Regions from separate parts of the Mus musculus genome. Here regions 2, 3, 4 and 5 are each linked to region 1. Evidence: chromatin contacts called from public HiCAR-type and HiChIP or PLAC-seq data. All regions are on one chromosome and are shown on one strand. The core of a region is the stretch at or near the end of the contact, and the rest is flanking DNA. Distances in the headings are between cores, read along the strand shown. Region 1 holds the start of Bhlhe41 (basic helix-loop-helix family, member e41). Region 2 overlaps Itpr2 (inositol 1,4,5-triphosphate receptor 2). Region 3 overlaps Itpr2 (inositol 1,4,5-triphosphate receptor 2). Region 4 overlaps Itpr2 (inositol 1,4,5-triphosphate receptor 2). Region 5 overlaps Itpr2 (inositol 1,4,5-triphosphate receptor 2).

Region 1 (4,410 bases), core at 502-3,001:
GCGCAGGTTTGAAACCCCGAGTGGAACGCATCCAAGTCGGCCTGGACCGGCGATTTCAGAGAGCGCTCCCCTAGGGTGCACGGGGGAGGGAGGCGAGAAGAAAAACCGCGGCGTTAAGACATCTGCTCATCACGTGGGCCCTGCGCTGCCTACAGTGAGCTCGGCTTTTCCTGGGCATTCCAGCGATATAATCCGCAGACTGCCGAGAGAGGAGGGGGTGGCGCGGTGAGGCGCTCTCTTCCTGGCTGAAAAACCCAACTGAAGAGGTGCAGCCGCCACTTTAAATAAAAACGGGGCTCCTCCAGCTCTGCGGGAAGCCTTTGGGATGCTCTGGGTACTTGCCACCAAAGGGAAAGAGGCGACGTTCACCAGGAGAGGACGCAGCGGGGGAGTCCTAGCGTTGCGCCCCCAGCGTTACCCCCTTTTGTATCAGGGCAGGCTGGCTTCCTCAGACCCACTTACCATTCTGTAAAGCAATTATCTTCTGATGCTGCTGCTCAGTTAAGGCTGTTAGCGCTTTCAAGTGCTTTAAAGTTAATTCCAAGACTACTGCTTTCTCCAAATGCCCCAGTGTCTGCAGTGGTGCGACAAAGGGGGACAGGGGTTACTTTAAAACACGCATTTTTATTTCCACGCAGCCCAGCAACTTAAGACAGGCACACACACACACACACACACACACACACACCACTGGGAAGGAAGCGCTGCTCAGCTCCCCACAGTCAGGTCGTCAATGATCTCTGCCATTAGCCCGGAGCCCCTGTTCTGAGTCTCTGGGAAACTCTTAGTTACAGCACAAGTTAGAAGGCAGGCCTCTTAATATTTACATTTATTATCCTATCTCTGGGAATTTTATCAGGTAAATACACCCCGGAGTCCATCAGGAGAATGAAAATGTGCATCTTACTGTCAATTTCAGATGTTCGGGCAGTAAATCTTTCAGCTGAGCAATGCATTCATTAATTCGGTCTCGTCTCTTCTTTTCTATTAATCTGTGCGGTAACTTGTAGGTATCCTTCATACACGAGCCAGAGAAAAGATACAGCAGTGAGCTAAACATTCATTCACTTACTGGATAGAACCCTCCCACCCCAACCCCCAAACACACTATGTAATGAACTAATGCCCAGAACTCTCTCCTCTAGACTTCTAAAATGCAATTTAAATTCAGGTGCGGTGTTGAATATCCCCCGGAGTATCCAGCAAGCCACTTAAAATTCACAGTTAGGAAAGCTCAGGGCTGGAATATATTTGCGGGCAGAGTTTCCTTGCGAAATCAATGGCCCTAATTAACTATCCAGGCAGGTTATGGGAAACTTAAGACTTACCTTGGTATCGTCTCGCTTCAAGCTCCTTTTGGGTTTACACATATACAAAGAGGAATAGTCCAGTCTGCAAAAACAGAAATCAGCATCAGGCCCCCATTCCGGGAGGGGCTCTGCCCTCACCCGCTCCATATCACTTTGTGCAGGGGATTAAAAAAAAAAAAGCCAAACCGACGCCTAGACAGATATTCGCAACGGTGCGTACACCTTACCCTATAAAATCCCTATGTTCCAGTAACTGTCTCTCTTGCAAATGAGGGATTCCTTCGTCCATGTTCAATGGCTGTCCGTTTCGATTTGGAGGTTTCTGTCCTGTAATCTGTGGGACGGTCGCCTGGAGAGATTTTGGGGGGATGTGTGCGTCTCCAGGCTGTCTCGCTCTCCCTCTTCAGTGCAGTATTGAAAGTGTGAAGCAGTTGGCCGCCCCTCCGCCCCGTGCTCGCTCGCTCGCCCTCTCGCACACCCGCGCGCGCACACCCGCGCGCACACACGCACTGCGCTGGTAGTTTGCTCTCACTCCGGGCAGTGTTTGGCCACAGGGCACGCGCGTCGCCGGCCAGACCAGCACCCAGCTCACGTGCGGAACGTACCATCCGCGGTCCAGCCCGGAGGGGGGCGGGGAGGAGGGGCCGGGAGGGGGCGGGGACACCTGATTGGGGCCACCTGGAAGGAGCGGCCACCCGGCGAGCCGTTCGTCTTCCCCGAGGCGCTGCAGGGCGCGGGGGCGGGGCGGGACGAGGGGCTCCCCCGGCTCGTCCAGCATCTCGGTGCAGAACCGAGGACGTGGCCTTTGGCTTTCCCACCAATTGCTGTTGGTTTGGGCCAGAGAAAGAACGCGAATTCGTGGTGGCTAAACTTGAGCGGGGAAGGAAAATTCGGAGATTTTGCTCATTGTTTACTGGCCAGGGGTGAAAGAAGGGTCGGGTAGAAAGACACCCTTTAGGTCAGGCTGGAGACCTACCCTGAAAAGGGGGTGACTTGCAATTTGCTTCCCGGATTTAAGATCAGTGAAAATGTAGACACTGATTCAGAATGTCGCATACCAAGTGGTTCTGGCAACAGTGTCCCCGGGCCACCTAAACTTCCCGCAGCAGCCGGAATTGCGGTGACACTAATCACACAGAGGCAGATGACGTTTGGGGCCTCGGGTGCTCCCGGGGGAGAGCAGGGAGGGGGAAGGGTGGCACAGGGCAGGAGGCACGCAAGGACTGTTGCGGGAAAGCCACGCAGTCCGGGTCCTGCCCGCCCCAGCCTGCGAGACACTGTGCTGCCTCCCGTCTCCCTCGTGCGATAAGCCACGCCGAGAGTGTGGCGAGCCCACGTTTACTACTGGCACCTCCGCGGCCTCCCTCCTTAATCCTGTCTCCAGCGGGTACCAGCACAGGGCCGGCAACGTGATGCGACCTGCGGCGGCTGCCACATCAGCGCGCAGGGATGCCGTGCGCGCGCCCCGTGTCCTCGGGAGCTCGGTCCACACAGCTGGGGACAGCCGTCCCCAGGTGCTCAGTGTCCCCACAACTCAAGCTAAATAAGAATCTGAATTCCATCCCCGTGGGCAGGGAGACCCCAGGTTGCTCCTACACTAATTTCTCAGAATTGACAATCACGTTCACTCTCGGACATTCGCTATCGCCAGCGGCACGAGAACCGAGAAGGAACCTGGGCCCCAAATGCACGCGCACTGGAGCGCAGCAGGGCCAGGGCAGCGGCGCTTGGGTTCCGGGGACGGATCTGGGTCGCGGGCCAGGGCGGCTGGAGCGGGTCACGTGCCGGGAGCCTCCTCCCCGCCTAGCCGCGCGGCGCTGGAGCCCAAGTCCTGGGCGGAGCTGCCGGGATGAGTTCCTTTCCAGCACCCTCCCTGGTTCCTCGAGTAGGACGACAGGGCTTGTTTTGCAGCAGGCGATTAATTAATGATAACAGTGAAAGTGATTTTTTTTAAATGCAGATTTGGATTTTTATTCTAAGCCCTTACTCCCTCTCTTGTCTCTAAGTGGTTATCTTTCTGATTCTGAGGCAAGTTAGAGCTCTCAACAGTTTATTAGTACAGTAAAGCATCCTGGCTTCCTCCAGTTCTTAACTGGCCAGGTTAGGTAGCAGCAGGCTAAGGTGAATAAAATAAAAAATAGCAGCAATAACAGCCCTCTGTCTACTGGATTTCTGAAAGTTCGTGGTCTCCAAACATACTTTAGGGTCAATCCCCCTTTTAAAATTATGGGATAGGAATATATAAGCCTGGGTCACTGCATCTTGGCCTTGTCAGTATACAGAGGGTCTCGGGCCAACATCTGGTCAGAGGAACTCCTGGGCTAACTGGGGCCAGCTTTTAACTGAAGCCAAATGGGGATGGTGGGGAGTTGAGGGGGAACCATGAGGCTCAAGGGGAGGGCCAGAGGTGAACTTATAAACTCAGCACTCTGAAAAGGCTCTGGATGTAGCCCTTCAGCCTTCCCTCATAACATTTTCTCCTCCCTGGCACCCCTGCCCCCTCACCCCCCTCCACCTGTCTTACCGAAACTATTAATTCTATAGTCAGCATTTCTGTAATCTCTTATACTTCTGATTCCAGCTCAAGGTGTAAATTGCTCTTTTGCCCATTTTATCTTTATTTTTATATACACTGCGGGTGGGTTTTTTAAATTATTATTTTAAAGATGGGGGTCTCACTGTGTAGCCTTGGCAGGGCCTGCGACTCCCTGTGTAGACAAAGCTGGCCTTGAACTCAAGATACTGGCCTGCCTCAGCTTCCAGAGTGCTGTAATTAAATGTGTATGTTATCATACTTGGCTATTGCTCACATAGCGGCTTTAATGGCCAGCTACTGCCACCACAAGCCTTGTTTCTTTCTCCTGCCTTCCTTTCTCTTGGGCTCACCTTTGGGTTTTTCTTTACCTCTTCCCCCGCACACACACCCCCGTTTCTTCCTGCTAAATGCTGCGCCTAATCATTCTTCCGATGACACTTCCTGCCTATCCTCTGCCTTAAACTTGAGTCTCTTGCCATTTCTGCACCATACTCTTGCCTGTGGGGACTAGTTATCCTTTGATGCCACCAAATGCCCCTTGTCAGCATTAAAGTTGTAGCAATA
Region 2 (4,996 bases), core at 1,612-4,111, 380 kb after region 1:
TGAAAGGAGTTGGAAATCAGAAGAGCATTTTGACATCAGACATGGAGATGCAGAGTTTAAAGTTTGCCTAGGTCATTTTTGATCTTGCTTCCCCAGAGAAGTAAAAATTTTTGTCTAAGATGCTGAGAAGAGTGGGAGGAAAGATCAACTGCCTCCAAATCCTAACGTTTGCCCTGCTAATCACTGTGACTAAACATGGGAAAGTCGGCCCAAAGCATGTACTCACACTACTATGGGAAATAGGCTCCATTATTTCCAAGAAAGTGAAAAAAATTCTATCTTGGTTAGATGGCTAGTTTTCAGCTAAGACAAACGTATCTACTGAAGAGTGGCAGACTCCCATATTGGCACACCACAGGTGCTAGCAGATGGCTGGTGTCATTTATGAAGTTCCGGTCCCAGAAACCAGAGGCAAGTGCTGTGCCACAGTCAGCAGAGGGTCACCCATGGTCTGTCCTCTCTGAGATGAGATGGTGTCAGTAGTGTGGGATATGTCCCTAAATCACTTTAAGTCAGGTAGAATAATTATAGAACCTGTCAGAAATTCCAGTCAGGCTTGTTAAATCATTTCTGAGCTGTGAGTGCCACAGCAGAAATTGAGAACAGGACCAAATGAACAAAATGGCATTCTGAAAATAATTCCACGGGGATGAGATGTATGAATTCTGGGCTGGGTCTTCTTAGCCGCAGTGACTTCCGTCCTCAGGCCTCCCACAGAAGGTGCTGTAGTAGTAGGTGGGGTCGACCCACTAATGAGGTTGTGCTCCGTGGTCCCTCTCTCTGTCAGAGGCAATTCCAGGCCACAAGACACTGCTTCCAGCCAACATCTTCATAGGAACACATTCCAGATGTGCAGACTGTGAAGCCAAGAAAACTAGCAACCACCTTCTGAAATTTCAACAAATATCTCCATAAAAAGACATCTCTGTGGCCGGAGAAGTCATGCTGACAGTATGTTTGTACCGGAAGACGGCCCAGGGCTTTGATTTCTGACCACACCCTGCTATTTTATTCGAAGTCCAAGGTACCAGGAATTGATCAACCCAGAAACGGTTGTCTTTCATGGACAGAACAGAGGAAAGTGAGCATTCATTCTAGAAAAAGCTAAAGGTTTTCTTCTGCCCTGAGAAGCCTTGCATGGCTTGCATTTATAGATATGAACAGCTGTAAGGTAGACAAGAACATTCCCGAGTCCTTTAAACTGGAGAACTAATACAAGTGTTTCGCATTGGAAGGAAACCAATCAAGACTTTATGAAACAACACCATATGCTAGCATCATTAAACACTGATCCTTCAACTGGTAAAGATTAACTTAGGGTTTCCCCTTAGAGATTAGTGATTAGCTACTCGTCATCGTGGATAGATCTGGAAGCAGCAACTTCATGCGCCTCCAGACAGCCCCATCTCATTTAATGCTAATTAGTGTTTCCAAGACCTTTTGACCTAACATCTACATGTCTGACTAAGAATATGCTCCCTGAAATGCTTGGGCGTGGAGAAGAGATGTGGTTCTCCTGTGTGGTGCTGTGTTAACTATATCCTAGTGGAATTACACTGGGTCCATTGTTATAACCAACCACACTGTGGGGAGCTCTGTGGAGGAATTGGGAATCGTGTCATCACGGGTCCATCCAAACTGTAGCCCGAGATGGTCATAGATGCGCCCATCATAAAACCAGACACTTATGTGACACGTGGCCACGTTTTCAGCCATTGCTGCTGTTGTCATTATCAACTATGAACTTTGTAAATGACAAGGTCACATCACAGCACATCAGCAGGCTTCCCAGAGATCCTGGTTGCTGATACTTTTGCTCAGCTTTGTAAGATGGGAAACTCAAATCTCACTAACAATCACGGCCTGCGTGTGCGCAGGGATGGGCCATGCACACCAACACTGCGACATACTGGTCACCTTGAAAAGCACTATGGAGCCAAAGTAGTACTTCTGAAAATAGAGGCAGAGGCAGAAGAATTGATGCAACTGAGAGGCCAGCCTCAGCTACATGCAGCTACAGGCCAGCCTGGGCTACGCAGTGAGACTCTATCTGAAAGCAAGCTAATCAGGAAAACAAGTAACTGAAGACTAGAACTGAAACGCTTATTCACACAACACAAGGCAATCCTCTTCCAATCCCTTCCCCCACCTCCTATTTTATCACTTCTAAGGACATTTATTACCCATCTACCATGTTTCGAGGACTAGCAAAGAGGTTCCCAACAGCAACATATGCCAGGAAAAAAAAAACAAATACACAAAGCTGAGACATGAAGAATAATTCTCACCAATCCATCTGGTTCCATTTTTAAGATTTCGATGTTTAAACTGTCTGATGATGCTGGCTATCTGGTGACTCCAGCAGCCCCTCCAGGTTCTCAAATACCCCAACCTCAGCAATGGGGTATCTGGGGAGCTTTTGCTAACAGGGGCGTGAAGGACGCTGTAGTTGTAGACTTTGGGGTAGGATAAAAGCCCTAAGCATTTGGCCTGCATAACATCAACCCCAAACACTCTCGTTGTCAAAGGTCTTAAACTCAGGCTCTGCTTTGTAGTATCTGAGCGCAGGATGAGGGTTAGCCCTCACCAGCAAGCTTGAGAGCCTGTTTGCAGCTGCTGCTATTTTGTTGTTGTTGTTGTTGTTGTTGTTGTTGTTGTTTATTCATTGAGTGATAATTTTCATCTGAATAAAAAGGTAAAAAGCTGAGAGGACCCTATATAAGCTGTGCAGGTAAGCTTTTTGTTTGGTTGGTTGGTTTGGGGTTTTCCTGTTTGTTTGATTTTTTTTTTAAGGCAGAATCAGCCCAGGGAGTGGCACTATTAGAGGGTGTGGCCCTGTTGGAGTAGATGTGGCCTTGGAGTAGGTGTGTCTCTCTGGGTGTGGGCTTTAAGATCCTCATCCTAGCTGACTGGAAGCCAGTATCCTGCTAGCAGCCTTCAGATGAAGACGTAGAACTCTCAGCTCCTCCTGTACCATGCCTGCCTGAATGTTACCATGTCCCTGCCTTGATGATAATGAACTGAACCTCTGAACCTGTAAGCCAGCTCCAATTAAATGCTGTCCTCTATAAGACTTTCCTTGGTCATGGTGTCTGTTCACAGCAGTAAAACCCTAAGACATGAAGTCACAATAAAAATATTTTTATAATTGGGGGTCACCGCAACATGAGGAACTACAGTAGTATGAAGGTTGAGAACCCCTGCCCCAAGACTTGCTAAACTTTCTTGCCTCCATGTTGAAACTCCAGCCCCTCCCCATCACTGACATTCCCAACTCAACCATTCATTTCCTGATAGCCAGGGCAAGACAATTCCTAAAGGTCAAATGGGCTGGTCTGAACAAACAAGTCCGGAAGGGAGAGAGTGCAGGCTTGACATAACCCCAGCAGGTCCCTTTAAATCCCTAGTCCCCAAACCTCTGACATATACTCCAATGTCCCCTTCCCTCTCCCCTGAGAGAGGCCCTGCCCCTCACTTCTTTGAAACAAGCAGCCCTATCTGTTGAGGTCGGACTGTTGTCTTGCTTCCTTCTGTCTCTTTAAGCTGCCTCAGAAATCTAACAAAAGTGAGCAATGCCAGCAATGCACGCACCCATGTGGAATTCCCAGGACAGAGGGATAGCTAAGTGTCCAGTGAGGTCCAAAATTGATACACAGCAGGTCCCGAGGAGCACCAGAGGACAAAGCAGGTCCAGAGAGGAAGGAACAGAGAAGGACCAGGAAGTGTCTGAATGTCGAGATGTTTCCTCTTGGACAAGGGGAAGCCATAGCTAGCAGCTTTAAAGGTCTGTCCCTGAATCTAAGCTATGATCAGGAAAGGCCAGGTGGGAAGCACAGATTTGCTAAGGAACCATCACCTAATGATCCCCTGCCTCCATGGCTATATTTGATATGCACCTCATGTTTCCTATACAAAAGGGAAGGGTGGGGGCGGAGAACAGCTCCTCTCATAAGACAGGACATAACCGCTTGCTTTCTCGTGCTTGCTTTCTTGTGCTAGTTCAAGGTGAGTATAGTCTTCTGAAGAATCCCTCTCTGCACGTGTCAGCCCTCCCTCATGCGGGTGTTATTTTTAGGACACCAATGGCCCATCAAACTGGCTTTAGAGAATCTAAAGTTCACACTGTATTCCATTTCCTTGCTGTTAAAATCCCCAAGTGGTTGGAGCAGTGAGCACCCAGCTTCAGTTCCAAGCTTACTGAGTGCAGACTGACACACTGGTCCTACTCTGAGAGCTGGTGGGACTGGGCGTGAAGAGCTGTAGATACAGGGCCAGAGGCCCCATCCTCCACTCTCCCTCCTCTTCTCTAGGGTTTCCTGGATCTTCCTGGAGCACCAGCCCTGAGATCCAGGCTATGGGCTATATGTGCAGCCAAGAGAGAATGCATTGCCAGGCTATGAGAGGATCTCAGGGTTCATGAGAGCTATCCAAGAAAATTCAGTGGAAAACGCTCCACCATGCACCCCACACCCACTGCATGTACATGCCCTAACATACTCCCATACACTCATACCCACAGACATACATTCATACATATATATACACCATCACACATTCAGAAACATGCAGGCAGACCACCACTCACACACGGAGAAACATGTGCACACACAACTCTACCACCACCATATACACATATCAACACATATATAGATCATACTCCACACATGCCAATATATACACATACATACATATTACATGTACATACTACATTCATACCACAGACACACATCACACACCACATATGCATATTACACATATATACTACACATATACCACAGGCATACATCACACATCACATACATACACACCACCTATACCACATCATATACACATTACACATACATACTACACATATACCACAGACCATGAACAATGATACACACATGAATGATAAACATGTCATTGCACCCTACTACTAGGAACAAACTGTACTTCACACCCAGGAGCAAGGCAACATTTGAGTACTTGTCAATCAATGGAGATGTCTGACAAAGGA
Region 3 (4,439 bases), core at 652-3,151, 270 kb after region 1:
AAAGTTACACTCTTTTAGAGAAAGTTTTCTCCTCTCTGGTTCTACATGTGTTAAACTAGATCTGTGTAGACACACAGACACAGCATAATCAGATTCAAGACACTGTCATCACGGCGCCTTCTGGAGGGCTAGCATCCCCTCCTCCACCCACTCTACACAGTCTCCCTGGCAACCTTGTAAACCCACCAAGGACACGGGAGTGACATATGACTTTATCATCATCAGTTCATGAATACTTTTGGGAGGGTTTATTAATCATTTTTATTTTATGTGTAACAGTGCTTGCCTATATATATTAATTGAACGGGTCTGGTGCCCACAGAGGCCAGAAGATGGCACTGGATCCTATGAGATTGGAGTTATGACAGCTGTGAGCCACCATGGGGGTGGGGTGGGGTTCTGGGAATAGAGCCTGTGTCCTCTCCAAGAGCAGCAAGTGCCCCTAACTTCTGAGCTATCTTTCCTGGCTAAGAAATCTTTATGTTGTATCTGCTCTATAACAGTCGCTGTTGACACTGTGTAGAAACCCTATTGAAGAAAAAGACTAAAATGTTATCTTTGTGGATTGTACACACATTATCCCCCCCTAGGGTTTGTCCTGCCACCCTAGGTCCAACGTAGTGCCTGGAACACATAATGGGCTCACTTGGATTTCCTGAGGGGATCCGTCTTTCAGACACTAAAAACAGCAAGCTTGCATTTTCAAGACATTTTTGATGGTACTTCTAGGACTGTTAAGTTAGATGCTAGGGATCTTTATTTCTGCAAACAGGAGAATCAGAAGGCCTCCTCCCCTCCCCCGACAGTCTTAGCTTCTGACTTCAATCTCCTCCTCCGTTAATATTCGATTTGTGTGTATTTGGCTTCAGTTAAGTCACAGACATTGGCCTTGGAAGGATGGTGGGTTGGACTCCGCTTCACCGACCACCTTGAACGAGCCTCAATCTTCCTGTGACAGGTGCCATTGAGTGACCTAACAAGGGGCTGTGCAACCGTGGGAGCTTAGACACACTGCTTTGGATGGGTGGGTCCCTTCTTCCTCCCTCCTGCCTGGACGACATTTCTCTCTGGCCATTCTGTCAAAACCCTCAGTTTTCAGGTTCAGCTTCACTCAGGGTCTCATCTGTGAACTGCCCCTTGTGCAGAATCTGCTGCTCTGTCCTCTCTGCTCCGTTTATTTTGTTCAGTAAATCTATGCAAGTGCCTACTGTGCACCAGGCACCCATTCTGGACTAGGAATGCACCAGAGAACAACACATCTGTGCAAATGTGTAAATGTACCAGTGGGGTTTGTGCTGTAGCATGAATAAGGAAGCCCGCAAGTACAATAATACAAGGATTAATAGAAATACCCATGTTGGAGGCTCATGCCTAGAATCCTGACAAGCCAGGGGCTGGAGCAGGAGGATGGCAAGGTTGGGACTAGCCTGGACTTACTATTGAGTAAGCCCTTGTCTCAAAAGCCAGAAAAATGAGAGAGAGAGAAAGAGAGGGGGGGCAGGGAGGAGATAGAGGAGGAGGGGAAGAGGGAGAAGGGGAGGAAGAGGGGGAGGGGGAAGGAGAGGGGAAGAGGGAGAAGGAGGGGGAGAAGGGGAAGAGGGAGGAGGGGAATAAGGGGAAGAGGGAGGAGGGGAGAGGTAAAGAGGGAGAGAGAAAGGGAGAGGGAGAGAATATATATAAAACAAAAGGCAGTGAGGACGAAAGAAAAGGAAGCAATGGATGGAGGATGATAAGAGAAGCCCGTGATGCTGGGCAATGGAAGGTCCTGCAGCCTGCACACAAGGACCAAGCCTGTGGCCAGAGCATTTTTTTTTTTAAATCAAGATAGCTATAGTGTACCAGCAAAGCTGGCTGGGGCTAGGGTGTGTGGGAGGTCCAGGGAGGAACGCCATCCTTAGCACCATGGGAGCGTCTTCTGTGGGGGAACAATGACACGTGTGACTTGTTTTGAGATCTCTCTGGCTGTCGGCAAGTCTGTCCTACCTCTCTCCAGACTGAATCTGCACTATAGATCATGGGAGGAAGGAGATGCTCGACTCTTGTGTTTATCATGATCTGGTGCAGAGTGCTGTCCAGAAAAATCCTGGTCAAATCAACAGAGACAGTCTGTGCTGTCATGGCTGCAATTATGATTCTTCTTGTCTTTGCAGGGAGCCTCCCTCCCTCGCCAGCCGGCTGGGAACCAATTCTCTCTTCCCATTAGAATTCCTCTCAGGCTTCCCTGCCACTGTGGGCCTGTCATCTGACTTCCTGTCTCCCGGCCAGGTCTACTCCTGCCCTGTGGACTGAATTCTTAAAATCACTCCTCTGTATAGGACCCAGTGTGCCACTGGGTGGGCTGAGGACAGCGTGGGCTGGCAGACTGGGTCTGCAGAGCTTCTCTATTATACAGGGGTCCTGACCAACAGGCTTGTGCTGACTACTCCCCTGTGTGGTGTGTCACCAGCACACTACCCCAATCTGCTCAAATGTATAATGGGGGTAGCACTATCAGAACCCCCTTGGCTGTTATGCAGCTTTGATGAAGATTCAAGGTCATTAGCATGTGTGATCTTATTGAATCTACATGGAAATTCCTCAAAAGGGCTTTGCTCACCTGTAGACCATGTCTAACTTGTGCACAGAGATGGGATTGTGTGAATACTAAAATAGCTCAGAACACCTTGTTGTGGAATTACCCACCGTCTCAAGCTCTGCAGATGTCATCTCTCCCTGTCGCCCTGAGCCCGACTCAAAGGTGTTCCCCACCATGAATGCCTACCACAGGACAGCCAGGGACAGTGGGATACTCCCAGTTTTATATAGTCCACCTGGCTTCTGTTCCAAGTTCTGACTGACCCAATGTATATATTCATCAATCAATTGGCAAATTCAAGAGCAAAGGCGCAGCATGCACCAGTACCCCACTTCCAAGGCTTATTGACAACTTCCTGAAGTTTCTGATCAGTTCAGTTAGTGCCCTGCTGCTGGGTGGTGGCCTTACCTTGATTATTTTGCCCTTAGCTCCACCCCCAGGTCACTTTCATCTACCAACAGCATTTTGATGCTATGAAGCTCAATCCTTTTACCTCCACATTTAGCATTGGGATTCAGAGTGTGGGGTACAGGATCCCCACGGTGACAGGCAGTCACACTGCTGACACAGCACTTGTGTCACACAATAGCAACAGCGGAAGGGACGATAAAGAGATGAACACATATGTTAAAAGGCAGCAATTCATGGACCTTCTGTAGAAATGCTAAGTAGAACTTAAGAACAATGTACTGGGCTTGCGTGCTGGCGACATACCCCAGCCCTCTGGAGCTGAAGATACACATCTCCACTTACAATGTGGGCAGTGAAGGTGGTGGCTGTCTGCATGTGCGTGGTGACTTAACTGTGTGTCTTGAACTGCAAGTGCGTGGCTGGCCCTGCCATGGAAACATTTTCAAAAGTGTCTTATTAAGCCCCCAAATCTTTAAAATGTGCTTTAGTTAAAAATGAAGCAGTTACATAATTGGCTTCATTAAATCCAATTACACAATCAGTGTGGATTAAAAGAATGGAGTCAGAACATATAATTTCATAATTATAACACATAACAATAACGCAGGAGGAGATCTAGTTGGAAAATGGCACCGTCAAACCACACATAAACCTCAGACAATGTGATGTCTTCTGTGAACCCAAACACCCCCTGCCCTCGGGGGCTACCGCTCACAAATATGGTTTAACTAAACAAGATGGATTTCGAGTTGCAGACTGAAATCAACATGTGGAAAGTCATTAGTCTTTCCCGCTCCTTGTGTGGCTACAGTGGTGAGTGGTTAGCTTTCTTTTTCTCACAGGAAAGGCGATGCCACTTCTAATGGCTCGCCTTCAGGCTCAGCTTGACCGGATTTAGCATCACCTAGAGGACACACGGGCTGGGTGTGACACCTGTGAGGGCATTTCCAGAGGGACTTGTCTTGAGGAGGGAAGGCCCACCCCAGTGTGAGTCACCTCCTCATGGGCTCCTCATCAGCTGCAGACTGAATAAAGAGATTAAAGGGTGAGCAGAAGCCAAGCGCTTGCATCCTCCTGCCCCTGCTGCTGACTCGCCAAGTAAGTGGTCTCATGTACTACTGCTATCAAGCCATGCACGATCAACTACACTCCCTGAACCATGCGCCAACATAAACCCTTCCTCTCGTAAGCTGCTCTCTGGGCATTTAGTGAGAAACTCTTCCTTGTTGCTATCCATTCTTGAGACCAAGATAAACTGGAAGCTCCCCTTCCCCATTCATGTCCCTGTTCCCCTGCTGAGAGAGTGAGGTACCCTCCTGTGGATGTATGTGGGAGGCTGATGCTGGGCTGCAGCAGCACCAGGGAGAGGCCACCTTGAAAGACAGTGTGGGTGACATAATCCTGTGTGGTGGTATCTTCACCTTCTGGTTTTAAAGAGAGGAAACAGTGCTTT
Region 4 (4,336 bases), core at 1,725-4,224, 360 kb after region 1:
TTTATGATAAAGTATATTCAGACCCTTTCACCGCTGCCTATAATGAAACAATAGGAAATAAAAACAGTTGGCCAGGTTAGGGGCTGCTTCAACATCTCTAGCCTAGAGCCTCACATCACATGACTGCGGCCTGCAGGTGGACCCTGCTTTCCCTGGCACACAGCAAGGGCCTTGTAAGTTCACTCCTCTTTCCTGTTCACCACCTGAGACAATGGTGGCATCTTGTTTTGTACAGTCACTTGACAACTTAGAATTCACTGTGACCAGAAGGTGTACATGGCCAGTGCAAGTCACACTACCTTCAGCTGCAACACCAAGTCCATTCTGTACTTGCCCAGGGGGTTGATGTCATTCAGAATCAAGGCGATGATGATATCAATCCCATTGGATTCGTGAGTGGCGATACAGGTCTAGAAAAAGAGACACTTGTAAAAGAACATGCTATTTTTGACACAACACTGGAAGTAGTAATAAGGCTTGAACTTTAATACTGTGTACAAACAATGTTGGAGATTTGAATTAGATTTTTTGGCTAGGGTCTGTTGATTGACTGGTATTGGTAAATGTCTCCGGGTGCAGAATACTATTACACTGTGAAAAGCACAGCAGAATTTCAAAGATGAGCAGGTAAACTAAAACTCTTCCAGGCATTAAATCTCAGCAGACCCACCAATACAAAAGGAGATCTTTAATCTGAGTTTTAAGGTATGATCAACCTAAAAACACGAGGAGGGAGGAGATTTGTATATGGATTTCACAAAACACAGAGCATTGACTTCTGCGTATGCTAGGCGGTGGGAAAGCTCATAGGATTCTTGGAGGGATGTGGCTGAGCAAAGTACAAACATGCCCAGAGAGAGCGATATGCCTGCTCTGAGGGTGAAGATCCAGTGTGCCAGGATTTTGAGCTTCGTTGGTTGGAAGCAGCTTGAAGGCCACATTCATGGGACCAGGCTACCAAGCCACCCAAGCAGCTCAAGAATCTAAAACCCTGAGGAGTCACACAAGAAACGGCAGCCCTAGCCAACAGAGCAGCTTGGCCTGGGCCTCCTATCTCTTCTTTATACAAGGACATCTGTGCAGAGGAAAGGTGTGTTCCTGTGCAACACTGGCAATGTCCTGAGGCTTTTCTGCTCATAAGAACATCTGCAAAACCCAAAGGGAATCTATTTCAAATCATTTCTAGAACTTTCTTAAAGCCCTTCTGTGCATTTTCAGAGCATAGGGAGTTATCCAGGTAAGGCATGCTATCTTATTACAAGTGTATCCTTGGAGAACTTACTTGGATTCAGGACTTTCGAAACTCAGTTCCACCACAAAGTAGGGGAGGTTCTGGCAGATTTTTCACAAAAATGGTAAAATATGAAAGAAACATGTATGTGCATATTTTTTATTTTAGAGTAGAATTTTACCAGCCAACCCGACCTCTGAATTTGTGCACTTTACCTCGGCTTTAAATCAACTGTCAGGGATACCTTTATCATTGTAGGAAACTAAAATGTGATCTTGAAAATAAAGGGAAAACATGTACAAACTCACTGTCATAAACACAGAGAAGAAAACAATACCGTTATGATAACGGTCAATGTGTTTGCATCAAATGAACACACAGGTGTGTGTATATCGTGTATATGTGTGTACACAGGCACTGCATGTGTGTGTGTGGACAGTCATATGATCTGCAATAGAAAAGCTGACTTTTTCACATCTTCTTCCTAGAGCAACCATTGATGTTTGGTATCAATCACACCTTTAAATTTTATGTCCAGAAATGTATGACATGGAGCCTCTGCCCCTGAACCTTGCCCGCTCCAGGTGTTTTCTGAATACTAAACACTGGTAAGAAACATTACAAGATGCCTTTCTTCCCTACATCTCCTGTCCTGTCATCTCCCACAGTGTGTCCTTAGAGCAAAGCAAAACACTCTGGGGACCAGGATGAACGTCGGGTCTCTCACATGTGCATGTGCACCGAAATCAAAATGGCTCATTGTTTGGGTTCTGAAAGTCTGTAGCTTTTCTGTTTTTGCAGTGTCTCAGAGTGCTGCCATCTCTGAGCTGATCTCTGAGTCTGAAGCTGTTTATCAGCAAGATGACAGCCATGAGACCCACTTCATAAGCTAACCAAGCATATGTGTAACATGGATATTATACCCCACAACATGTACACACTGCATTGGAGCCAAAGCCACAGCGAGTTAACTCCACACAGCTGGAGATACAGAGAAAAACTCAACATTGGGAAGAAATACAATCTTACCCTTCTTTCAGTAACTCTTTTTATCTTAAATATTTTCACGGGAACTTTCTTTTATAATGCAATTTAAAATGTAGCCTACTATGTGCTAGTCTACACCTCGGCCTTTGTATGTTCTTTGAGAAAAGCAGCCACACCAAGCAGAACAAGCAACGAGGCTTCACCAGCATGTGAGGTGGGCTCTGTGCCTCACCCGGCATGCTGCTTCTGAGTCATGGCTCAGGCAGCGCTACTCTCTGGTTACCTGGTTCTCGTGGCACGGGCCTTGGCAGTACTCGGTCAAGCTCTCCAGAGTCTGGTTGACCAGAGCTACATTCCTCTCATTGATGTAGAGCCCCAGCAGGCCTAGACCCCCTGTGGTACTTCCGCAGATACAGTCCAGGAACTGAAGCGTTTCACAGACAAGGTTGTAGTTTGTTTTGTTGTTCTGGTTCCTCAAGAAGTTCTGCAAGGGGAAATCAAATACAGCTGAAGGACTGAAAGCAAAACACGGGGGAAAAGGGTCAGGTTTAGCTTCTGTGTGTGTGTGGGTGGGTGTGTGTGTGTGTGTGTGTGTGTGTGTGTGTGTGTAAGAGACAGAGAAAGAAAGAGGGAGAGGGAGAGGGAGAGAGAGAGAGAGAGAGAGAGAGAGAGAGAGATTCCTTGCCAGTATAGAATTCAATTATTCTTTATAAGACAGTGAGACAACTGGGGGCAGGAAGGTGACCAGCAGAAGAGAGAAGTAATGAGGGGCATAATGGGTGTGACTATGACTAAGCATAATGATGTGCATGAAAATGCCATAATGAGACTCATTGTTTTTCAAGATAACTTTAAAATAATTTAAAATTGAATAATGTTTAAACGTTGATGCCCTCCCCTTCGAGACCTAGCAAAAGTATTCAGCCAAACAAGTCACACTAAACACTGCCCTGCTGTCCTCACTGGAAATCTACAGAGGGCAGAAACAAGTGTGAGAAGGAGAAAGGAGAAGGGAAACAGACTGTTCGTGGAGGCGGAGTCCAACTTCCATGCGAAGCATCCCTGACAAGCCTGCCTGTCACGGTGCAGTCGGGGTAGGATCATAGGAGGAGCAACATGAAAGCTCTCTCAAGCATTTCGGCAAGCAGTCCTCCATCTCTGCACCTGCACACTAAAGAGATTCACTGCTCACTGCCGGTTAGCACAGACAGGGGCTAGCAAAAGCTGGAGCCTTACCCCTGCTGGCAGTGTGATGGGTGTGGCTCTTAGGAAATGCTTCCATGTGTGTGATAAGCATTACCAAGCAATAAGTACTATAGTAATGTTAAAAAAAATGACTAAACGAAAAAGCAGACACTATAGAACGTATATTCTCTTGAACAGAAATTAGGCTTATAGGCACAAACTGATGTTTATATGTGCACAGAATTTTCTAGAAAAAAAACTGTTATTGGTGCACTTCCTTTGGGGACTAAGGCTAGGGAAAGAACCCAAAGAGAAATAGAGGGAGAGAGGGTTCTTGTTTTAATGCATTTGTAGCTATCTATTTATTTATTTTGATTTTTTGCTATTTGTTCTTCTTACCGCTACTGTGAAAGAAAAGGTTCTCTAAGGGAGTGCTTGAGCCACACTTTCATGGTTAACAGAAAGCCAGATATTATTCTATCTATTTTGCTCATCCACGCCCCACACTGTCAGGGTCTATTGATGAGAACTAGCTGGCAGGCACACCCTACAGAAGCTAGATCTAAGCTGCGGTCAGCTCGTCCCAATGAGCCACATTCCCCCACCATTCATTCGGGAACATCTCATCAACATGGACCCTATTCTAATCCTAGGCAGGACCCACTGTGGAAACCTCCACCAGTCACTGTAATTCATTAATAAAACCGTTTCCCGGCTATGCTAGCTACAGTGGCACTGCGAAGCTGGCTGGCAAGGGCGAGTGTCTATCTTGGAGGCAAACTCTTCAGGGGAGCATTCCATGCTCCCTCAACCAGGCCAATCACAATTGCTCTCTCCGTGTGCCTTTGCCATGGTGTCTGCCATAGGCGGGGCATACAAAAACGCCAGAGAGGTAGTCAAAGTTTGAAGGCAGCCCTAGTCCATCCATCTGAG
Region 5 (4,726 bases), core at 636-3,135, 320 kb after region 1:
GCCTGTATCTAAACACATGGCAAGCTGAAGCAGGAGGATTGCTCTGAGTTCAACACCAGGCTGAGCTACAAAGTGAATTTTAGGCCAACCTGGGTTACTCAGTGAAACCCTGTCTCTCAAACAAACAAGTAACTGTAATAAAAAGCAAAAGCAATATAAATCACTAAAGCCAATCCTTAGCCATCAGGTGGGAATCTTTTTCTTTAATGTTTTGCATATTTCTATTAATTTCACATAATAAGCATATCTTATATTTACTGGGATGATGTCTTTAGAAATTCCTCTATACTTTTGAAGATCTCAGAAGTAAGAAGTTGGTCCTTTATAAAAGAAAATTCAATGTCAGTCATCTTGGAACTCAGCTTGGTCTCATGATGATTTGTCTGTGGCTTCCTGTCCAGCATGGCTGCTTCTTACTCTAGGCTCTCCCCAACCCTCTGCTTCCTGGGCAGGCTCATTAGACTCCTGCTTCCTACACCCAGGTCCAGATCAAGTCAACATCCATCCATAAATCCACTGGTCATCATTGGTCTTGCGTCTTTCTCATCTCTTGGTCCTTTAACTAGACCTTGAGATCTCTGAGGTAAAACAGCTTTACTAATCTTAGGGTCTCTCAGCCTAGCATTATGCCGACTGCACAGTGGTACCCAACAACACTTGTGAAACTGAGGGAGTTGAAATCACCTTGAAGAACCTTATTTTCCTCAGCAAACATGCTTGTGAGGAAGAAGTACATTCAAAATGTGGGGAGGAAAGAAGAACTCCCTCTAGGTTTAAAAATCTTGTTTATCTTGGGATTAAAAAAAAAAAAAACACTGACTACTTTGCCAGGACAATTCAGTTGGCATGGCCGGAACCATCCCTAGCATAAACAAATTCCACAGAAGCCTAGCAGTTAAAGCTCCAGTAGACGTGGATGGTGTCTCTCAGGGTGGTCATCTGAGCAACATCTCCCCTGAAACATCTTCCTTGAGTCACTGCACACCATCCTCATGATTGAAGGATGTTGTTCTCCAACATGGTAACCCACGTGTGTACGAGACAGTTGAGCCTGAGTTGCTTCCGAGAGCATGGTTGACACCTCACCATTCACTATGTCTGGAGGAGGAAAGCAACCTGCCTCTGCTGGCCCCTTGCCATGATGGCTCGGTGACTCTGAAGCAGATTGTAGTAGGGGTGGACAGTACAGCCCACGTTAACAGACGTCTGTCTGACCTGAATTTGCTGGGTGCTTTCACGATTGCCTTCCCTGGGTATCACTCACGATTGTTGAGTGGTTTCTCTGTTTTACAGTTACTCCTCTCCCCATTGTTACTGCTTAAGAATATCACGGGCAGATTCTTAAAGTACAACGCTCTTGTGTTTTTTCTTCATAGTCACCCCTTGTTTTGAGCATTCATTGAGTATTATGACTAGCCAAACGGTGACATACAATTTCTATCACTCTTCAACTTTCTTAACTGGGACAGTAGCAAAAAGAACATCATCTTTTCCCTATTCATACAGACCCCAGGTTGGTTTTATTCTATGCTTTATAGTATACGACTGTCGATCTTTTTTTTTTCAAAACGTTCTCAGATCTGTCTGCTGAAGTCCTTTCCAGTTGGAGCCTATCGTGTTGTCTGCCCCCATCACTCCAAGGCACTTACTAGGAGAACTTTGATTTACATTCGCCCTGTCTTTACACAGTTTTGAATTAAGCCTAAAGAACAGGTGCTTAGCCTGTTTGAAAAACTCCAGCATCAAGAACTGTCACCAGCACACAGCAGTTTTCTTCTGCACAATGTGGCCACGCATATCTGCCCACTCTGCCCATATATGCAGTGTGTGGTCAAGACTTAGAGGTTGTGGTGACTTTGATCAAGACTTTAACCTTAGTCATAAAGTTGTCATGAGCTGACTCACACAGACTGTAGTCATGTGACTCAGACTCATCATGGGGTTTTATGGTGCCCTATGTGTATGCTCTGCCTTCCCTAAGAAGCACCCACACTCTGGCATCCTAGGACTGAGCCTCCATCTTGCTACTATTATTGACTCAAAAATCTTTTTCAAGAGTGATGTTTACACTTGTTCCCAGTAACCAGGCTCTACATGGCCTAGGGATCTGTGTCTTCCAGCCTCATGTTTGTTATATCTGCTTCTTTTAGGGGCTGAAGGTCTTCACTGGGTTTTCATGGCTCTGTATGTCAAATGAAAGGTTGATATTAGATGATGTCCAGGTCTGTCTCCATCTTAAAGACTGTATTTCTCTTTACTGGGGCTCTGCCATGTAACCTCAGTGGTCTGAGCACAGGAGATAGTAACTGATCATTTTGTGATGGGTTCTTACCCTCAAGATCTGTGATCCTCTGTACTAAGAGCTCATCACCAAAGTAAGACCAGATCAAGGGGAGAGAAAGGCATCCCCACTTCTGCCCACATGATGGATGCATGCATTCGTTGCCGTTCTCCTGCTATGCAGTGACTTGCCTGCTCTACTGTTCACAATTCCCCCATCCCTGCTGTGCACTCAGAAACACAACAAGCTCAACTATGCCAGCTCAAACTGCAGCTAAGATGAAGGCTTTGATGCCCATGGGATCTGACAAAGACTGGAAAACGGTCAGTTGTTCTTGGGCTCCCATCTCTCCTCATTGTCTCCAGTTCCTCTGAGATTTGCTTACATAGCTGTTGCTGTTATGGTACCATCTCTCATGTCTCCCTCAGGATGGCAGTGACAGTATTCACCTTCTAACAACCACTCTTGGTCCAACAGTCAGGAACTGCTAATGCTCTGCTGACAGCATCTCACCAACCCTATGTGCCCCAGGGTCACTCCAAAGCTATTATTTGCTTATTTCTCTCATGTTTGCCTCCCACCCATTCTTCTACCCATTCCAAAGTTACTCTCCAGGTTGTACCTCATACCTGTAACAGATTGTTCTCAAGCAATTTGCTAAACCTGAACAATATTCAAAAACCCCACCCAATTCTTATGGAATTTCATGCTTCACTTCAAATTCCTGTCTTTGCTTTTGTAAAAGCTCATGCACTACCAGATTAATGATACCAATTTCATAGTCAATATCCTTCATTGTCCACCATTTCAGTATATTGTAGGCTGTGTGTTTCTAAGGATGAGATTATTAGTGTTATAAATGTACAGTATTATAGAATCAAAACATGTATTTTGTGGGTATGCTTACTACAAAACACCCAGACAAGACAGAAAGTAAAATATAATTGTGATCCTTTCATCAAAATACTTGCGCATCAGGCTCTCACTTACATAACTGCGATAACGCAGAATAAAGTATGTTTGATCACTCTAATTATGTGGAAGCAACATAATCCCCCCAGTAGTTACACATTCATGAAATTTCTGTAAAACAACATTTCTACTGGCCACGGTTTTCAGTCTACTCTACTTACTACCTCTACACTCTCAATGAATACAGAAAAAATATTCATTGAGAACTAAGCTTCTTTGTTTTGAAGCTCTAGAGACTTAAGGAATGCAATTTGAGAATTTTTTTGTGATTTTTTTTCCCCAGGCATCCATCTTTTGCAGAAAGACAAGCACTTGCCTTCATCACCGTCATCCCCGAATGGGTAGAAGAGAGCCACAGCCAGGTTGATGAACACAGCCAGGTTGAAGGAGATGCTCCCCCAGAGTGAGATGTGCCTGGAGAACCAGAACAGGGCGGGGTTGTCTAGGAAGCAACAAGAACAGGGGTGAGAATGGCCAGTATATGCTGCCGTCAACACAGGAGCCCTGCCGAGCTAACAGTATGGGCAATGCGATTGTGACTGGTCACAGAAGTGCGTCTGAAGAAACCGTGACTTACTTAGAAAGCATATTATAAGACCAGATGGTAAAGGCATTTTTCTTAGTTCCTTTTTTATCCTTCAAGAGTGTGAGCAAAGGTGATTCTACAGTAAATCCCTAGATTCTGGACCATGCAAATTAGGGGAACGTGGCAAATGGTTCACGGGCCCCACTCACTGGAGGACTGATAATACTGATGGGTAGGATGGTCTTATCCTCACGATGTAATTTCATAAAAGCCAGGAGGGCAGACTCAGGTATATATCTACTGGAAAGACTTTTACAGGTGCAGTTACCTGGAAACCGCAGTCTCAGCACTGCAGCTCAGCATGCATGGGAACCAGAGAGACATAATGGTTTCCCAGGCCTGCAGTCTCAGCATCCACTGAGAGGCTGAGGCAGAAGGATGCCTACAAGTTTGATAGCAACATGGGAGTCTGAGGCCAGCCTCGGTTATGCAGTGAGACCCCACTTTTTAAAAATGCTATAGTATTATCTACACTTTTAATTTGAATGTTTCTAATTATGTTCTGGTTTTGAAGCCACGGGAGAAAAGTCCACAGTAAGAAGTCAATAATTTGCTGAGTATTTCCAGAAAGGGAAAATGCCTGTCATCAGAAAGGAGTTAATAAATGTATCTACCAGTATTTAACAGAAACTCAGTTCTTTCCACATCTAAATAGCTGTGGAAATTTGTAATGCAAGTGGTTTAGAGGAGCTACATTATCAGCCTACATTGGACGCTTTGTGGCTCCTTTGGGTCTTGTCTACCATTCATCTTGTAATGTCTTGACATAGGATTGAAATACAGAATGGGATGGACATGGTGGTGTTTGTTCATAACCCTAGCATTTGGGAGGTGGAAGCGGGAAGACCAGTAGCTGAAGGTCAGCCTAAGCTACAGAGTGAGTTTGA

The links. HiCAR-type assays count read pairs that join an accessible place to other places. HiChIP or PLAC-seq counts read pairs in DNA pulled down with a chosen protein or histone mark.
Region 2: an H3K4me3 HiChIP or PLAC-seq map of microglia shows a contact between it and region 1, with 6 times the contacts expected there. The contact joins the enhancer-like site here to the promoter of Bhlhe41 in region 1. A contact is called at or near these places in 7 of 39 promoter capture datasets (cranial neural crest, embryonic stem cells, liver and 2 more), 1 of 484 Hi-C or Micro-C datasets (bone marrow-derived macrophages), 14 of 115 datasets of contacts at active chromatin or transcription factors (the 230-238 cell line, craniofacial prominence, embryonic basal ganglia and 9 more) and 5 of 9 other capture datasets (adipose tissue, bone marrow-derived macrophages, embryonic stem cells and 2 more).
Region 3: a HiCAR-type map of astrocytes shows a contact between it and region 1, with 2.8 times the contacts expected there. The contact joins the enhancer-like site here to the promoter of Bhlhe41 in region 1. A contact is called at or near these places in 12 of 39 promoter capture datasets (the 3T3-L1 cell line, 3T3-L1-derived adipocytes, the HPC-7 cell line and 8 more), 5 of 484 Hi-C or Micro-C datasets (the HPC-5 cell line, bone marrow-derived macrophages, muscle stem cells and 2 more), 16 of 115 datasets of contacts at active chromatin or transcription factors (the 230-238 cell line, astrocytes, bone marrow-derived dendritic cells and 11 more) and 5 of 9 other capture datasets (bone marrow-derived macrophages, embryonic stem cells, liver and 2 more).
Region 4: a contact with region 1 is called in an H3K27ac HiChIP or PLAC-seq map of microglia, with 9 times the contacts expected there. The contact joins the enhancer-like site here to the promoter of Bhlhe41 in region 1. A contact is called at or near these places in 17 of 39 promoter capture datasets (the 3T3-L1 cell line, 3T3-L1-derived adipocytes, the C10 cell line and 12 more), 1 of 15 datasets of contacts at CTCF or cohesin (pro-B cells), 6 of 484 Hi-C or Micro-C datasets (B cells, the C10 cell line, the HPC-5 cell line and 2 more), 18 of 115 datasets of contacts at active chromatin or transcription factors (the 230-238 cell line, SST interneurons, bone marrow-derived macrophages and 12 more) and 5 of 9 other capture datasets (adipose tissue, bone marrow-derived macrophages, embryonic stem cells and 2 more).
Region 5: a contact with region 1 is called in a FOXA1 HiChIP or PLAC-seq map of pancreatic cancer cells. The contact joins the enhancer-like site here to the promoter of Bhlhe41 in region 1. A contact is called at or near these places in 12 of 39 promoter capture datasets (the 3T3-L1 cell line, 3T3-L1-derived adipocytes, the C10 cell line and 7 more), 4 of 484 Hi-C or Micro-C datasets (bone marrow-derived macrophages, muscle stem cells and ventricular fibroblasts), 11 of 115 datasets of contacts at active chromatin or transcription factors (CD8 T cells, SST interneurons, VIP interneurons and 7 more) and 4 of 9 other capture datasets (embryonic stem cells, embryonic trunk, liver and 1 more).

What each region holds. Positions count from the first base shown.
Region 1 is chr6:145,863,669-145,868,078 of GRCm38.p6, forward strand. It overlaps Bhlhe41 (basic helix-loop-helix family, member e41), which reads right to left and starts at 1,752. Exons shown (of 5, transcript NM_024469.2): 1 at 1,538-1,752; 2 at 1,329-1,392; 3 at 908-1,015; 4 at 463-574; 5 at 1-70. The coding sequence starts at 1,599.
Region 2 is chr6:146,245,245-146,250,240 of GRCm38.p6, forward strand. All of the region lies in intron 37 of Itpr2 (inositol 1,4,5-triphosphate receptor 2), which reads right to left. Among named protein-coding and RNA genes, the nearest start is that of Gm35596, 28 kb to the left of the region's middle. Within about 2 kb of position 2,862, at least 10 of the 459 cell types and tissues checked have an H3K27ac peak or open chromatin away from gene starts, as enhancers often do. A contact at or near this core is called in microglia, where this site is marked.
Region 3 is chr6:146,134,555-146,138,993 of GRCm38.p6, forward strand. All of the region lies in intron 55 of Itpr2 (inositol 1,4,5-triphosphate receptor 2), which reads right to left. Among named protein-coding and RNA genes, the nearest start is that of Gm35768, 7.3 kb to the right of the region's middle. Within about 2 kb of position 1,902, at least 43 of the 459 cell types and tissues checked have an H3K27ac peak or open chromatin away from gene starts, as enhancers often do. A contact at or near this core is called in astrocytes, forebrain, hippocampal neurons and 3 more, where this site is marked.
Region 4 is chr6:146,227,192-146,231,527 of GRCm38.p6, forward strand. It overlaps Itpr2 (inositol 1,4,5-triphosphate receptor 2), which reads right to left. Exons shown (of 57, transcript NM_019923.4): 42 at 2,502-2,702; 43 at 300-410. It overlaps Gm35596 (a long non-coding RNA gene), which reads left to right. Exons shown (of 5, transcript XR_378174.4): 3 at 1,720-1,839. Among named protein-coding and RNA genes, the nearest start is that of Gm35596, 9.6 kb to the left of the region's middle. Within about 2 kb of position 2,975, at least 26 of the 459 cell types and tissues checked have an H3K27ac peak or open chromatin away from gene starts, as enhancers often do. A contact at or near this core is called in the HPC-7 cell line, bone marrow-derived macrophages, hematopoietic stem and progenitor cells and 2 more, where this site is marked.
Region 5 is chr6:146,183,871-146,188,596 of GRCm38.p6, forward strand. Itpr2 (inositol 1,4,5-triphosphate receptor 2) reads right to left here. Exons shown (of 57, transcript NM_019923.4): 48 at 3,570-3,695. It overlaps Gm35768 (a long non-coding RNA gene), which reads left to right. Exons shown (of 5, transcript XR_003956373.1): 5 at 3,537-4,726. Among named protein-coding and RNA genes, the nearest start is that of Gm35707, 11 kb to the right of the region's middle. Within about 2 kb of position 1,886, at least 44 of the 459 cell types and tissues checked have an H3K27ac peak or open chromatin away from gene starts, as enhancers often do. A contact at or near this core is called in bone marrow-derived macrophages, muscle stem cells and pancreatic cancer cells, where this site is marked.